2 separate regions of the Mus musculus genome follow, and region 2 is linked to region 1. The links are chromatin contacts, called in public promoter capture Hi-C maps. All regions are on one chromosome and are shown on one strand. Each heading gives the region's core, a stretch centred on a gene start, on an enhancer-like site or on the middle of the called end of the contact. The rest is flanking DNA. Distances are from core to core; before and after follow the strand shown.

What was found. Promoter capture Hi-C pulls out the DNA fragments that hold promoters and counts their contacts.
Region 2: a contact with region 1 is called in a promoter capture Hi-C map of erythroid cells, with 6 times the contacts expected there. The contact joins the promoter of 0610009E02Rik here to the promoter of Ndor1 in region 1. A contact is called at or near these places in 2 of 39 promoter capture datasets (erythroid cells and hippocampal neurons), 1 of 484 Hi-C or Micro-C datasets (myocytes) and 1 of 115 datasets of contacts at active chromatin or transcription factors (pancreatic cancer cells).

What each region holds. Positions count from the first base shown.
Region 1 is chr2:25,254,139-25,257,063 of GRCm38.p6, forward strand. It overlaps Ndor1 (NADPH dependent diflavin oxidoreductase 1), which reads right to left and starts at 1,276. Exons shown (of 14, transcript NM_001082476.2): 1 at 1,079-1,276; 2 at 726-803. The coding sequence starts at 1,213. It overlaps Tmem203 (transmembrane protein 203), which reads left to right and starts at 1,301. Exons shown (of 1, transcript NM_177344.3): 1 at 1,301-2,214. The coding sequence starts at 1,532. The coding sequence ends at 1,942.
Region 2 is chr2:26,444,572-26,447,350 of GRCm38.p6, forward strand. It overlaps 0610009E02Rik (RIKEN cDNA 0610009E02 gene), which reads left to right and starts at 1,353. Exons shown (of 3, transcript NR_152209.1): 1 at 1,353-1,629. It overlaps Sec16a (SEC16 homolog A, endoplasmic reticulum export factor), which reads right to left and starts at 645. Exons shown (of 30, transcript NM_153125.2): 1 at 504-645.

The DNA of each region.
Region 1 (2,925 bases), core at 26-2,525:
TGTGATTCTGCCCTCATCTTTTATATCCCTCTGATTACACACCCTGCTGAGTCTACCTTTTGGGCTCTCTGGAATATGCCTGATTTATTCAGCCTTGGGCCACCACCCAGCTCAAGGCACGTGTGCACCTCCTGCTTACGGGGATATATTTATTGCCTAGCATTATTCTTGCCATGTTCAGATAGGTGGTGGTCTTGCTACACTGACAGCATCACTGTGTCAATTCCATAGTCCCTATAGCTTTCATCTTAATAGGACATTTCACTGTAGCTATCCAGGATTTTTGAATGAACCTTTCTTCCTACCCCTTTTCTGTCAGCACAGTTCATGGCTGGGGAATCCTCAACTTTCTGCCCTTTACACAGGTTGCTTCTCACCACCATCTGCCCCTCCTTTTATTAATTTATTTTAGAGACAGGTTCTATGTAGCCCTGGCCAGCTCCATCTGCTCCTGCCTCCCAAGAGCTAGAATTAAAGGTGTGCTCCTTCCTTCCCAAGAGTTGTGTACGATTTCAGGACCCCCTTTACTCTCTGAACATCTGGCACTTTCCCTAGCACCAGGTGTGGTTTTAAGAGCTATTTCTCTCCTCGGATCTACAAAAAGAATCTCTCTCAAAGGCACCTCTCATACTCAACACGCGTTGAAGGGAAGCTATTTCTGTGCACGCTGGGACTCTTATACAGCAATGAAAACAGGATGAGGGTACACATTAGGCCAACCTTACCTTCATGTTGTCAGGAGGGTCTCCTTGGCCTGTGGTCGCACAAACAAATATCACCAGGGGCTCCCTAATGAGATTCGCCTCGAGGACAAGACACAAGTAGATGTAAGGTCTCTGGCAGCCTTGATCAGTGCCCTCCCTGCACCGCATCCCACCACCACCTTCACCTAGGGGAACAGAGTAAAAGTGTTTGGACACTTATTCCCACTGGCTACCAGGCTTTACTTTCTCAGGCCTCAACCTAGTGCCTCCCTTTCCCCTGAATCCGCTTGGGCCCAAAGGGCCTCACTCAAACGTCCTCCATCCGAGGGCGCGAAGTCCGGTGGAGGGTCTCCGCCGTAGCGCCCGAGCCTCACCACGGAGTAAGAGTCCAAAGCCTGCACGCGGCAACCTAGCCGCCGGCGCCGGGCCTCACGGCCCAGCCTCTCCGCCTCGTCCTGGGCTGTACCAGTCTGGCTGCCGAAAAGCACCAGGAGCTGTGGAACCTGCATTACTGCACACGCCGGCCAGAACCGCACACCTCACCAACTTCCCCCTTCCGCTGTCAACAGGAAATGACGCGTTTCAACTGCGCCAGCGGGGGGAGGGGCGGGGATAGCATCTGGACACCACGGGCTTCTGCTAGCCTCCGGTTCCGGGTCCGGGGTTGGGGTCCTCAGGGTCGCAGAGCCCCAGGGCCGGCGTCCAGGCCAGGTTGGGCTGCTTGCTGCCTCCCGTGTGCAGCGGCGGCAGCAGGCGGTCGCCAGGTCTGCGGTCGGAGACGTCACAGCCCGGTGCGGGGCACCGGTGGCCGGTGTTAAGCAGGCGCGATGTTATTCTCGCTGCGGGAGCTGGTGCAGTGGCTGGGCTTCGCCACCTTTGAGATATTCGTGCACCTGCTGGCCCTGTTGGTGTTCTCCGTACTGTTGGCACTGCGAGTGGATGGCTTGACTCCGGGCCTCTCCTGGTGGAACGTCTTTGTGCCCTTTTTCGCCGCCGACGGGCTCAGTACCTACTTCACCACCATCGTTTCCGTTCGACTCTTCCAAGATGGGGAGAAGCGACTGGCTGTGCTGCGCCTCTTCTGGGTTCTCACCGTCCTTAGCCTCAAGTTTGTCTTTGAGATGTTGCTGTGCCAGAAGCTAGTGGAGCAGACTCGAGAGCTCTGGTTCGGCCTGATCACGTCTCCGGTCTTCATTCTCCTGCAGCTGCTCATGATCCGGGCTTGTCGCGTCAACTAGCCTCTTGCAGTGGCTGGAAATGGAGCACTGCGCAGCTGGAGTTCTGGACCTCCCGGTCCTGACCCAACTTGGTGCCACACTGGTGGAGCTTTGGTCAGAAATCAGTGTTTGCTTGTGCCCAGTTTACTGTCCAGTTTTCTTTATATATAAGATCGTTTCCTCGAGCAAAGCTTAAAAGTGAAGTCTTGTTTATTAAAACTTATTTCCAGTTATTCATGCTCTGAATTGCCAGTCAATACTGAACTTTTCCAGCATTTGGAGACTGCATATAAGTAAAATATCCTGCTGGGCTCTGAGTATTTCCCATGGTGATGTGCCCCCTTTATAAATCAGCTTGTTCACTCAGCAGCACTGACCTCAGAGCATGTCCCTTCATCTGTCCAGGGCAGACTTATACGATTGATAAAGAGGGCTGGCATCCCTTTTCCTCTTTTCTGCCAAAGACTAGCCTTTTGTTCATTCCACCTCACAAAGACAAAGAGAAAGCAGACTGTTGAGAAAGGGCATGAATAGGGCCCTGTGTGGGTATCTGCCATCTGAGAAAAAATTCTGGTCTCAAGGCATTGCTTGATTTCCTGGCTCAACCGATTGCAGTTTTTTTTTTTTTTTTTTTTTTTTTTTTTTTTTTTTTTTTTTTTTTTTTTTAAAGATTTATTTATTTATTATATGTAAGTACACTGTAGCTGTCTTCAGACACTCCAGAAGAGGGCATCAGATTTTGTTACGGATGGATGTGAGCCACCATGCGGTTGCTGGGATTTGAACTCAGGACCTTCAGAAGAGCAGTCGGTGCTCTTAACCACTGAGCCATCACACCAGCCCCCGATTGCAGTTTCACGGACTTTCCCACCACCTTGTGGCAGGCGTCATTAATACACTTGAGACAGACAGACCTAGAAAAGGAAGCATAGACATTAGGAACGGGTGCTCACATGCTCATGGCGGTGGATACATTTACAGCTGAAATTTATTAGCTTACGGTC
Region 2 (2,779 bases), core at 103-2,602, 1.2 Mb after region 1:
CCGGCCAAGAGATTACAAATAAACGCTGCTACTCCCTGTTTCAAATGAAAATGTGTCCCATGATCATCAACTTCTGAGGAAGTCTTCGAGCCAACGAGAATCAAATATCTTCAGAACCCAGCAAAAGTCAAGCTTGGCAATTTCCTGCACTTTCTTCGTTTTAAATGAGTTGCGGGCTTCCTCGGAGGTGTCACAGTCTGGCCATGTTAACACACCTTCCCCAGCGGCCAACCAGTTCCCGAAGCCCTGACCAGGTATCTGTCTCCCGTCAGGTCTGGGAAACCACGAGCCCCTTAGACAACCCACCAAGGCGACACGGCCCGTAACCTGTCCGGTGTCTCAGCACCAGGCGGCCCGGTACTGTCGTTCTCCCCAGGCCTGACTGTGTCTCTTTAAATGCGCTCGCCACTCCGGGCTAGGCCCGATGCTCACTGAGCCTGCTTGGCCTCCGCAGCCTCGCCCACCCTCGGGCCTCCACCGTGCTCCATACACTCAGCCCTCACCCTGTGAGCTGTGGTTGGCTTCTCAGGCGCCGCGAACTGAAACCCAGCCGGCGACGGCGGCGGCAGTAGGGGGAACTAGCGCGTTCCCAGCAGCAGCCGCAGCCATCTTGGCACATCCGGCTCCAGGTGCCGCCGCCGACGTGTCCGAAGGAGACGTCAGCGCGCCCCGCCCCTTAATTGCCCCTCCTCTTGCTTCTTCCAGTCTTTCGCTGCTTCACCCATTGCCCCGCCCCCCCTGCCCGGCCCTCTTGGCCGCGCTCCGTACACGTCTTCGGCGCGTCAATCATACCACGCCCCCTTGGGCTCCGCCCCCTCTCCCGTCCAGTTTTGCACTGCTTCATCCTTTTGTTCCGCCCCCCAGGAGCTGCCCCGCCCATTCCCCTTAAGAGCCTTTCGTAGTGTCCCTTTTGACTCCGCCTTTCGTTCGTCTCCAGTCTTTTGCCGCCTCATCTCTTCGTCCCACCCATAGGCCCGCCCCTCTTGCGTCAGTCACTTACAGCTCCACCCCCGTGGCCCCGCCCTCACCCACTTGCGGAGCCAGGAGCGCGGGCCCCGCCTCTTCACGTCGCCCTGGTTACGCTGGTTCTGTCCTACAGTCTTCCTGTTCTAGGATTTGACTGGACAGGATTCTTCAATCCAGATCCCCGGGGAGAATCAGTCTTGAAAAACCAAAGCCAGAAGTTCCGCTGAGTCCAGAGCCCCAGCGGGCCCTCTCGCTTGCCCCCTCCCCATTTTTCCGTTGGGTTCTCTTGGTTGCCGGCGGGGGCGACTACGCGTGCGCCACCCTGCTCGAGTAGCTAGGCGGTCGACTTCTGCGGGCTGGACAGGCGCGTGCGCGGAGCTGTACCCGTTGCTTGGCTACGGCTCTTTGCTGGAGCCTGCCCGGCGCAGTTCGCGTGATTAAGCAAATGCCTTTCCTGGTGCTAGTAGGAACTCTCACCACCACCACCCCCATTCCCCTCCAACCTTTGCTAGAGGAGAGAAGCCAGAGCCTGGAGGCCAAGTCCTTCAAACTCCATTGCGACTCCTCCCGGCAGGGCGCGGCCTAAAGCCCACGGCGGAACGCTGGACTTAGACCAGGGATGTCAGCAGGTCTGTCTGTCGGAGCAGAGGCTCTCCGGAAAAGGTGGGTGCTGTCATCGGGGAAGTGACCAGGCCTGGCTCCCTCACCTGTACTCCAGAGAGCGTGAGAAGGCGGTGCCCCTGCGAAGCCGCCTGGTCAGTGGCGAACCCAGAGGCAGGGAAGGAGGGAGTGTGGTGGAGCTGGCCAGCGCTCAGACACGCAAGCATAGCCGGGAGAACTGAGGGCCAGCTTCATGTCCTCTGACGTGGCACTGTGGGTCACTCTGTAAAGCTAACATTTATCTTTAGAGAGCCAGGTTTCCAAACTCTTTCTGAACACATGGTAGACTCAACTTTAAGTCCCTAAAAAGAAGCAGCAACCCCAACCCTAGGATGGCTAGAGCTAAATAATAGCAAGGCCTCGTCTAAATAAATAAACAAACAAATAAATAAATAATAAAATGCAAGGTCTCCACTCTCAGGCCCCCAAGGGTAGAGATGTTAAAGGGACAGCTGTGCTGGCTCCCATCTCTGACTCCATCCTAAGGTAGGGACAGGACTCGATGCCTGCTATAGACTGGCTGGCATCATGCAGCCAAGCTAACCTGGCCTCTGAGTGACAGACTCCGGTTTTAGGCCCAGTCTGTGCCCATATGCCCTGCTCTGTTGACTGAAACCTCTCTGGGCATCAGGAGAGCCACTGGGTAGTTTGAGGACTTGAATGGCGTACTTTAATGCATATGCAAAGGCAATGGGCACAAACTGGGACTGCCTGAGGCAGGCAGGGCAAATGGTGACTCCTGAGTTTATGGGTGCCCCCACCATTACATGGGTACCTCCACTTTGCCTGGGGACTCTTCGTTTATTTGGAAGTTGGGCACATCATCCCCAGTTCCCTGGAGTCCTATGTAGTCAGCATCTGGTACAAAGCTGTTATAGCCTAGGCTGCACTACAGAGCACACAGGACTCCCATGCATGAAGGCTGTGTCAGAACTCCCTGTGGCTTCTGACACTGTGACCAGCACTTGGTAACCATGTATTCTTTGTAGTGCTACCCAGTCAGCCTCTCCCAGGCTGCACTGTCTGGTGTGGTGGCCCCTGGGCAGTTACATAGAGCTGTGAACTGTGAACATAAAGCATACCAGATAGGTAAGAATTCATTGGTGAGTGTTTATTGAATGTTGAGTATTCTGAGAGCATTGGGTTGAATAAA